Regions from separate parts of the Mus musculus genome. Here region 2 is linked to region 1. A link is a contact called in public promoter capture Hi-C data. All regions are on one chromosome and are shown on one strand. The core of a region is the stretch at or near the end of the contact, and the rest is flanking DNA. Distances in the headings are between cores, read along the strand shown.

Region 1 (5,330 bases), core at 1,630-4,129:
CCTACAACCTCAGTACTTAGAAAAGTGAGGCATAAAGATTGCAGCAGTTCATGGTAAACCTGGTTGACAGTGAGTTCCAGGCCAGCCTCGGCTATACAGAGCAAGATCTTGTCTCAACACCCTTTAACCCCAGCCCTCCAAAAAAAAGAAAAACAGCTAGAAATACCATGTTCTCCCGGGAATCTCTGTTTTCAGTAGAGGTACTTACCATCCAGCAGGCCTTCCTCGTCATCCCTGTCATGCTCCTCCACTGCCACCTCCTCCTCCTCCTCCTCCTCCTCTTCCTCATCCTCCAGCTCCACGTCCGGGTCCAGGTCTGGATCGCTCCCTGAGGCGGATTCGTCTGACATGGCTCCCAGAAGTCCTCAGTGGGCATTACCGACTCATGTCCACAGTAGGGTCCTAAGAGGAGGTCAAGAGGCATCAGAATCACCACAGCTGCACTTAGGAACACAAGCCTTCCCAAGAAAATCATACTGAAGAGGAATCCCTGGAGCTTTTTAAAGCAAGGCAAACTAACCAAATCCAAATCTCAATCTTCTCTATGAGAATGCTACCTAAATACACACTTGGATGAGTCTGCCCAGCTCAAGCATCTCAGGGCTGCTTTGACAAGAAAGTAACAGCTACAGAATAAAAACTAGATGTCTTAGAACTCCCACTTGCTCGTGCCTTCCTGATGCTGCTCCTTTCAGGCTGCTGAGAACCATCTCCTACGTCCATGCCTGCCTGTCCACACAGAGACACAGGACATGCACACACACTTACTTATTTATAGTCCCAAGCACTATTCTAGGTACAGCAAGAGGAAAAAGAATATAGAGAGTGTGAAGCCTGGTGAGTGCCAGGAGGAGCTGCTACTTTACACTGGGTGTCAAGGAAATCCTCACTAAGCAGAGACTAAAGGACTCAATGAAGCCACACAGACATCCAAAAGTGTATACTTCAGGCAGAGTGAGCATCAAGGGAACTGGGAACACTTAGAATACAAGGAATGGGTCCTGTGTGGGATAGGGCAGATACAGCCACAGGACACCACACAGACAGTGAGAAGTTGACTGCTGGCCATACTGTCACTCTGCCCAAGCTTGTAGGAAGCCTCATGTGAAGGTCTCAGTGGCCATGTCTGCTTTTAGGCTGTTCTCTACATCTTGGCAAAGTTTCAACCACATCTTCCAAAAAGCATTGCTAAGTGCCCTCAGCTTCTGGAATCATATTTCTCTTCTGAATTACATTAGCCATACTAAACACTACAAATCTCCCTTGAAAGGTTAATACAGACCACCTCCTGACCAACAGTGAACCTCCAGGGCAGGTATGTAAATTGGAATTATCTTTATACTGTGGGCATCCATTTGTCCATTTTCCTTGACTATTTGCCAATCTGCTGTGTCACATACCCTATATACCCAAACACCCCACCCCCAATACAGAGGGCATCTCTTCCTCTTCTTCTTCTTCTTTTTTTTTTTTTTTTTTTTTAATGGAGACAAGGTCTCATGTAGTTCAGGGAGGTGGAGGTCTTCAACTGGCAATGTAGCCAAGGCCGTCCTTGAACTCCAGATCCTCATATCTTCACCTCCCAAGCCCAGGGTTTCTAGGTATGAATCATCACAACTGGCTTTAGGCAAACTTTCTAATTAGTACCTTTAGGTACCCAGATGGTTGTCATTCTAGGAAATAAGGTTTATAGCAATAGAGTAACAATCACAGTAACAAGTAACATACCCTCACTTAACATTAATTTAAACCAATATCAGCAAAAGGAGGAGGAGGACAAGATGAGGAGGATGAGGAGGACGAGGACGACGAGGAGGAGAAGGAGAAGAGGAAGAGGAGGAGGAGGAGGAGGAAGAGGAGGAGGAGGAAGAAAGGCTGGGTGTAATGTGGCCCACACCTCTAATCCCAGCACTCAAGGAAAGGTAGGTGGAACTCTGAGTTCCAAGATAACCAGAGCTACATAAGAGAGACTGTCTGAATAACAAACAAAAAGAAACAAAACACCACCTCAGCCCTCACACTCCTGACAGTAGCAAACAACAGTTCAATAGTCAAGTACTACATATGATAATAAGACAAGAGATGCCACCAGCCTGGTCTACCTAAGTTCCAGACCAGCAAAGAGTACATAGCAAGACCCTGTGTCATCACTGCCATTACCATCCTCACCAGCAGCAGCAGCAGCAGCAGCGCAACAGCAAAAAAGCAGGACACTAAATCAGAGCCAAGGTGGAGGACGCATGGGGAAAGATGGAGAGCAAGTGTTACAGTTCAGTACGGTAATTAAAGTTCACAGTTCAGCATCGATTTTTTTTCTAAAAGATGAAAAAAGGAACCTCAACAGCTCCCAGTACAAAGAAGGAACACTTTTTTAAAGAAGGGGAAAGGCTAACTCCCTGATTCTATCATTACACATTGCATGATTATATCAAATTATGTCCAATTATGTGTGGATCTTTTAAAAGTAAAAACTATACCCAGACCATTATGAATACAATAGAAAGTGAGTGAATTCTCAGAGAATATCAATTTTTCTTTTACCCATTCTTCCATACTAAATTTTTGTTAGAGGTGACACAATGAACACTATTCTCAGCTCTTTAGAATTGCACCAACTACTTCAGAGGTACTACTGCTGATTTTCAAAAGGTCACAATGGGAAACTGGGAGGGAGCTTAGTCAGAAAAGAATGCTTGTCTGTCTTGCTAGCACAGAACCTGAGTTTGATACCCAGAAATCTTGATTTTAAACAAACCAACAAATGTCGTCCAGCAAGGTGGTAGGTAGTATTTGTAATCTCAGTGCCAGAGAGGCAGACAGACCCTGGGACTCTGTAGGCAGCCCAGCTGGCTTGGTGAGTTTCATTCCAGTGAAACACTGTCTCAAAAAAAGTGGATAATTCTTGCGAAACAACACTCAAGGCTGTCCCATGCCTATGCTGTCCCATGCCTACGTCTAAGCACACGCACACACTCGAATGCAAGGCCTCGGTTAACAAAGCAGAGCACTGATGAAGAGCCCACATTAAAATCAAAGAACCAGCCGGGCGTGGTGGTGCATGCCTTTAATCCCAGCACTCGGGAGGCAGAGGCAGGCAGATTTCTGAATTCGAGGCCAGCCTGGTCTACAAAGTGAGTTCCAGGACAGCCAGGGCTGCACAGAGAAACCCTGTCTCGGAAAAACAAACAAAAAAACAAAACAAAACAAAAATCAAAGAACCAGACAAAGGTGTATACACACACCGTCGCTGAGATAGTCCATGGCAGCTCAAAGGTGTACAGTAATGGTAGCACATGCTCCTGTCTGAGTGAAAGAAATCTTTCTACTAGCCATGGTGGCCGGTGAAGAGTTCCAGCACGTAGAACAAGCAGATTTGCTAAATTTGAGAAAAGCTAGAATATAACAAAACCCTAAATTAGAAAGAGCATCCTTTTTATTGCATGACCTCATTATCTCTGGAGACTTTGAATAGTATTAAATTTTCTCAAATGACCTCAGAGAAATTCCACAGCACGTGCATCTGACTTCATTAAGAACATAAATACTAGGACCTGTGCGCGCCGCTGCACAGTGCATAGGGGACAGAGGATATCCAGACAGACAAGGTACCACCACTAAGATGAGCAGGTAAATGTGGAGAGATGGGAGAGAAGGAAGCAGGATGATGTATACATGGTGAAGAAAGGAGGAACTAAAGACTCAAGGGTGGTGAGTGAGAACAGTCTGATGTGAGTAGCCTGCACTGCTTTCTGAGGCCATGGTGAGGCTCTGGCCCGGGCTGCTGCAGAGGGCCATGTCTGGTGGGGGATCCGTGCCAATGTTCTTGACCCATGTTACCACCAAAGACCATGTCAATGTCACTAGTCTGAGCTTCTGCCTGGGACCATGTTAATGTCCAAGGGCCAAGAGTCAGTCCCATCCCTCAACAGCTGCAACAGTCCAGAGAATAGCCTCCCACCTCACCTATGCAGCAAGGTTGAGCTGGCCCAGTGACATGGCCAGAGACATGGTATTGGAGAGCTGGCCCAACCCCTTGCTGGTTGTAGCATTCGGGTGAGGTGGCCCCACTTCTCACTGGGGCAGTGCTGAAGACCTGGCCCAAGTGGCATGAGCACCAGAGCTGCCACCCATGCACAGGTGGGCTTGGAGTTGGCCCACTACCTCCCCCATCTGTGAACTGCTGGAGCTCATGAAGGGGCCAGTCTTGCAGAACCAAAGCTGCAGGATCTCGATGACACAGAACAACAGCAGGATATCTAAGAGGAGTCCAGGTGAGGATCCAGTATGGATAGTGTAGCTGAAGCCAGGATGCCTCAAAGCTGAGCAATGACTCATTTCAAGTAAAACTGTTCAATCAAAAGGGTATGTGACAAAGCATGATACACCACAGCTTCCACAGTGAGATGGGGTTTTTAAAAATTAGTTTGATTGTTTTTTTAAAAGATTTATTTATTTATTATGTGTAAGTACACTATAGCTGTCTTCAGATACCCCAGTAGAGGGCGTCAGATCCCATTACAGATGAGTGTGAGTCACCATGTGGTTGCTGGGATTTGAACTCGGGACCTTCAGAAGAGCAGTCAGTGCTCATAACTGCTGAGCTGTCTCTCCAGCCCTATTGTCCTTTGGAGGATGAAGGTTGTAAGGGCAGAGGGCAAATATAGAGAGATGGGGTACATGATGTGAAATTCACAAAGAATCAATAAAAAGATTATATATATAAAATCATACACATACAACTATATATGTACACATATAAAATATAAACTTAACCCTGGATTTAATAATTTACAAGGGAACATTCAGTCTATCGCATTGAGTAATACTCCACAAGAAAACCCACTAGTCAAAGAATTCACATAATTCAAAAACCGGGGTGGGGGGTGGGGGGGTGGGGTGTGTGTCTACGCATGTCATAGCAATCTGTCCAGCCTGCTAAAAGCCCACTATAGATCACTAGTCACACCTTTTCATAGAAGACAATGATGCTGTTCTGATCACTCCTGCTGTGTATTTCAAACTCCTGCTAAGCTTAAATAGTCTTTTGAGTGAACATCAGTTACTTGAAAACACACTGGGCTGGAGAGATGGCTCAGCAGTTAAGAGCACTAACTGCTCTTCTGAAGGTCCTGAGTTCAAATCCCAGCAACTGCACGGTGGCTCACAACCATCTGTAATGAGATCAGATACCCTCTTCTGGAGGGTATGAAAACAAATAGAGTGTACTTACATACATAATAAATAAATAAATCTTTTAAAAGGAAGGAAGGAAGGAAGGAAGGGAGGGAAGGAGGGAGGGAGGGAACAAAAATGGCAGCCACAAAGCTAAA
Region 2 (5,330 bases), core at 1,115-3,614, 580 kb after region 1:
CCTACCAGAGGGCATGCACGCTCGCCCGGCCCACACACAAGTACCAGAAAATTGACCCAGGGTTAGCGCCCCCCCACCCCACCCCGGATGTGCGTAACCTGTAGTGCACTCCCTCGGCGCCTTGCTTCCGCCTCGGTGCTGTTGAGAAAGGGCTCCGGTGAACCGCGTCTCCTTGGTCTAGGGTTCCTAAAGTGGCCGGATTTTCCTTTGAAGACTGTGGGATGCTGAGGAGGCTCAACTGGCCAGCATCTGCAGCCCCCCTAAGGGGAAGTACAGGAATGTGAGAGATGCTCTGCTGGGTCCCAGACCCACTAGTCTTCCTTAAGGTCTCAACAGAGATATGGCTCCAGCCTGCGGTGATTGCTTGAAGCAAACGTTTACATATCCAGCTGGGGCGGAGTGTGGGCAAAAAACAAACCGCGAGGGTGTCACCCACGTGTGCTGGGCTTGAGAGCCAGATTTTGGGGGGCGGGAGGTGGGTGCGTTGTTCTAACTGCTTGTAAGATAGGTCTAGCAGCGTGTGACTGGGTTTCAGTGTTTGGGGGCAGTCTCTGTTTTCGGAAAGGGACCCAGTTTCTAAGGACCCTCCTGACCTCACACGCACATAGAATTTGGAGCAGATAGCAAAACAGCGAATACTGGAAAACTGGATTTACATCCTGATTCTGTTGGCAGCTCGTTGTTTAACTTTGTTTAAATGCCCAGACCTTCTAGGCTTTAGTTGTATCTTTTGTAATATTCATAGCAAGACCTGGTTGTGCAGGCACGTAATCACAGCTTCTGGAGAAGCTGACGCAGGAGGACCATACATTCAAAGCCATCCTGAGTAATTTAGTAAAAATCTGTCTCAAAATTTAAAAGGTGGGACGGGACCTTGAAGAGATGGCTCAGCGGTTAGGAACACATACTGCTCTTGCAGAGAACTGGGTTTCAATTCCAAGCACCCATGTACACATACCCATCCAAACATACATACTTATAATTTTAAGAAATAACATAAAATATTCAAAAATAAATAGTTCACGGGGTAGCTCAATTGATGTGCTCACCTAACAGTCACACAACTCTGGGTTTGATGCCCACAAATGGGGTTTGGTAATACTTATAAATCCTAGTTTTCAGCAGGTGGAGGCAGGGAAACCAGAAACTCATCTTTTAAGGCCAGACTGGGCTACATGAAATCCTGCTTCAAAAAAGTAAAAAATAAAATACTTGAGTAAAAAGGGAGAGGGGCTGGGAGTTGGGTGTACTGGTGCACACCTATAAGTCCCAGTACAAGGGGGTCTGGAGAAATGCCTCAGTGGTTAAGAGCACTGGCTGCTTTTCCAAAGGACCCAGGTTCAATTTTGAGCACCTACAAGGAGGCTAACAGCAGTCTGTAACTCCAGTACCAGAGGATCCAATGCCCTCTTCTGGCTTCCTTGAACACCAGACACATATGTAGTGTACAGATACGTGTGCAGACAAAACATCCTCACACATGAAACTAATTAATTAAAAATTAAAACCCAAGCACCCAGGAGGTGGAGGATTGCCTTGGTTCAAGACTAACCTGGGCAACATAATAAGTATCGGGCCATCCTGGGTTACACACAGTCTGTTTAGGGGATGGGGTGAGGGTAGTTTTAAATGGTTGGGGATACAGCTCTTGGGTATAGGAAATCGGTACTTCTGTCCTGAGATGAATTTTGCTGTGGATGAAAACTATTATGAGAGGAATAGGTGGGCTATCACACAGATAATTCCATCTCAACATCTCTGGACTGAAGTCTCCAGGAGTCACTTACCAAAAACCGCCCTTGTTCCAAAACACCAGAGTTCCTATATAGGCAGGAAACTGAGACAAAAGAAGAGAAGCAGTTTGCTGTTCAAGGTCATAAATTCAATAGAAGATCAAACTGAATTCATTTTAGGTTTCAAATATTCCAGGTCTGGTGGTGCTCTCACCAAATCTCTGTACCTATGATTTTTGCGGCTTACAAGTCTGCCCCAGTGCGGGTGGAGGTGTCCAGGAGTCAGAATTCTGACCCAGAAAGGACCTGGCTACCTACGGTCCTCTGCCTAACTTCCGGCAGGCCATCAGGGTCAGAGGTATTCTCAGAGAGAATCTCTTTTAGCTGTCCGGTTTCAGGTCCAAGCTCCCGCTGGGAGCAGAGCTATATCTGAGCGACAGGCGAGTGAGCCAATGCTGATCGAGCTTTAGGCGAAGCAGCCAATCAGGGTCCGGAGGCGCTGGGGGGGGCAGGAGGCAAGGCACTCCGGCTCCTGGGGATCCCCCGAGGCTGCTCATCCCAGCCCCACCCCCTCCGTGGTCCGGACCCAGCCCACCCCAGCTCAGGTTGTCAGCCAGCGCAGGCTAATACTAGCTGATCCTGCGCGCACGCAAGGCGGACCTTGAGTCGGGACCTGTCGCCCCCAACGCCCGGGCCTGGGTGTTCCCCCGCCCACGCCTCCTGCGGGTCACTACCAACCTTAGCTTCTCAGACTGAGCTCGGCGCACCGGAGAGGATTAAGTAAGTGCTGAGATCGGCTGCTTCTGAGCAAGAATGGAGAAACCACAGGGTCGTGGAGGCGGGCGTGGGGATTGAGATAGGGAGGACTAAGAGACTCGATAGCTTCTTGGAGGTCGCGGTGCACACCACTTTTACCCCGGTGTTCTTCCCTTCCCCTTTGGACCCCCGAGACAAGCCAATAAAATACTCGGCAGGGTGGCTTCTCTCCTTTTTTTGCCAGTAATAAACAGACTCAGAGCAAGTTAAGGGTCTGGTCCAAGGTCATGGCTGGGATCAGTGACAGAGCCCAGAAGAGAACCTGAGACTTCTTGCTGAGCCAAGCTGGAGAGGACAGAAAGGAATGCGTCTACTCCATGCATGACCCTCTGCCAGCTTTGCTCCTTCCTAAGGGACCATGAACGATATGTGCACACCGCTCATACGTATGTGCACACCTGCAAGAGGAGGCATCCCATGTACACCTATGAGACGCACAGAGAAACATATATGTAGCCATAGGCTAGAAATTCTTTCTCTTTCTAGGTCTGCCCCTCTGCAGCACTGCTAGGACTCATTCCCACTCTGCTTTACCCAAGACCCACAGAGGCTGGGTGATCTTCCATCCTCCGGAGGGAAATAGGTGTTTCAAAGTGAGTATTTCATCAGTGCCTCTGAAGATGTAACTCCGTGCCTTACATCTACGAGTAAAGGAGGTAGCCCAAGGATCACCCCTGCCAACTTCCTTGCCAGAAGATCTAGCTCGGTCTACCCTTCCTGCCTCTTGGTGTCTCTACACCAGCCCCATCCTAGTCCCAACCATAGCATGGGTCTCACAGCTGACTAGGACCAGGGACTGCTGTGTCTAACTCCTCCTGGGTTGTTGGTGGTAGTGATGGGGATTTGGAACATTTATTGGATGCCTTCTGTGCTCATCTAAGTTCTTCCCTCCACACCCCACTGGGGACTGGTTCATTCTGATATACCATTAACCCTACAACACCATGGGGTTGTTCGTAATATTTCCCACTTTGAGAAAAACTAGACACAGAGAAGAGGGGTGACTTGCCTGAGGTTATATCAGGTGTGTCTGAGTCTTGGGCAAGTGTTTCCCAAGCAGAAGGAGGGATGTGGGGTGCAGAGAGTGAGGAGGTAGGAGTAGGAGAAGTAGCAATTACAGAGATAATTGGTGGACTTTTTCCAGGCCTCCTGCATCTTCTCCCATCTTCCAATTATAATCACTATAGTCATCGTACAGGGGTGACAGGGCTTTGCTTTCCTGTCCCTATGTCCCTACAGAAGCCCATGTCCTAATACCCCATAAACTTGACTTAGCTCTGTCTTGAAACCTTTATGTCCTCAGTGCCTTCAGATTCTAGAGGGACTTGATCTCACAGACATGCCCCTAGCTGTAACCTCTACTTTTATTCTTGCCTTTCTAGAACCGAGAGAGGCAGGGGTCTCCTGGTAAGGGTTCTGCTGTGCCAGTGGTCATCACGGTGGCGGGAACGACAGCCTTGGACACTCCTAAGGTCAGAAGTCGGTGGGCAAGTTGACTGAGCCCTGGCAGTCTCCCAGTGTCAGCATGAACTCCAGGGTCCCAGCTACTCAGAGCTGGTTCAGCAGCCACCTGCCCACCACTGAGCCTGACTTGGAGCCCGCCACCGCCGCTGAAGGCTCTACCACCGAGACCGCCACCCTCAGCCCAGAAACCACAAGCTTCAATGACACCAGAATCCCTGATGTGGCAGGTGGTGCAGCTGGTGTGGGCACCATGCTTCTGTCTTTTGGGATCATCACAGTGATTGGCCTGGCTGTGGCCATGGTGAGAGCCGGGGCAAGCTGAAGAAGGTCTGGAAGGCTGTCCTTTGTGGGGAGGGTGACTAGTGTTTAGACTTATAGACAAGCTAATTAGAATGTCTATTAATGATAATTCAATTCCCTCCCACCCACACCTAAGATTTATTTACTGGGGGGCCCAGATAAGCAGTTCTAACTTGGAAGAACCAGCAATGACACATGAATGGCACATGGCGCTTTGGGACTGGGGCTTATAAGACTGGAGTTGGGGAGGGGTCCAGACACAGGGTCTTGAGAGGAAGATGTTTGAAGCAGGTAGGGGTTTTCTGTGAGCAGCAAGCAGGGCAGTGAAGCAGAGGAGTGTGGGAGTTTCAATAGCAGCAGAGGCCAGAGTTAGTTGGGCTATTATGTGGGATGCAGAACCTGGGTGGGAGGCTGTTAGCTGTTAATTTACACATTTACTTGGCAGTTATTGACTGTCTTCCTTTACCCTTAGGACACGACAGGGCTGGGAGAGAAGAGGTCCTGACTTGTGTTTCTGATGAACAATGAATTAATAGGCAAGGGGTTTTTATCAGAGACAGCTGGGAAGAAACTTTAGAGCTCCAGGTAGGAGCCTGAACTCACTGTCGTGAGAAAGGGCAGGGGCAGGCAGCCATCAGAACAGAGGTGAGCCCAAAGAACCCTGTTAGTATCCTTCAACAGTGACAGACACAGAGAATGTCGCCAAAGAGTCACTAGAGATTATAAAGTTAAGACTAAGGAAACTGAGGTGCACCCGAAGCCCCTCCGAGGGGCTGGTAACAATGGCACTCTGCCCATTGTCCTTTACAAGCAATGATGGCAGCTTTGAGCTCAGGAGCATGTGGATCTGACAAACAGGGCTGGATGGGGGCGGGGGGTGGGGGACGGGACTGGTGATACAGATCAGTAGCCAGGTGCATGCATGGCAGGCACAAAGTCCTAAATTCAATCTTAAGCACTGGACTAGAAGCAAGCAAGGAAACAAACAAGCAGCACACACAAAACTAACCATCCAAC

The links. Promoter capture Hi-C pulls out the DNA fragments that hold promoters and counts their contacts.
Region 2: a promoter capture Hi-C map of liver shows a contact between it and region 1, with 2.6 times the contacts expected there. The contact joins the promoter of 6430571L13Rik here to the enhancer-like site in region 1. A contact is called at or near these places in 2 of 39 promoter capture datasets (hippocampal neurons and liver), 3 of 115 datasets of contacts at active chromatin or transcription factors (bone marrow-derived macrophages, pro-B cells and thymic regulatory T cells) and 1 of 9 other capture datasets (liver).

Annotation. Positions count from the first base shown.
Region 1 is chr9:106,753,737-106,759,066 of GRCm38.p6, forward strand. Rad54l2 (RAD54 like 2 (S. cerevisiae)) reads right to left here. Exons shown (of 22, transcript NM_030730.2): 2 at 209-402. The coding sequence starts at 350. Among named protein-coding and RNA genes, the nearest start is that of Rad54l2, 33 kb to the right of the region's middle. Within about 2 kb of position 2,880, at least 6 of the 459 cell types and tissues checked have an H3K27ac peak or open chromatin away from gene starts, as enhancers often do. A contact at or near this core is called in liver, where this site is marked.
Region 2 is chr9:107,338,276-107,343,605 of GRCm38.p6, forward strand. It overlaps 6430571L13Rik (RIKEN cDNA 6430571L13 gene), which reads left to right and starts at 2,365. Exons shown (of 6, transcript NM_175486.3): 1 at 2,365-2,513; 2 at 3,036-3,142; 3 at 3,932-4,314. The coding sequence starts at 4,075. Hemk1 (HemK methyltransferase family member 1) reads right to left here and starts at 75. Exons shown (of 11, transcript NM_133984.2): 1 at 6-75.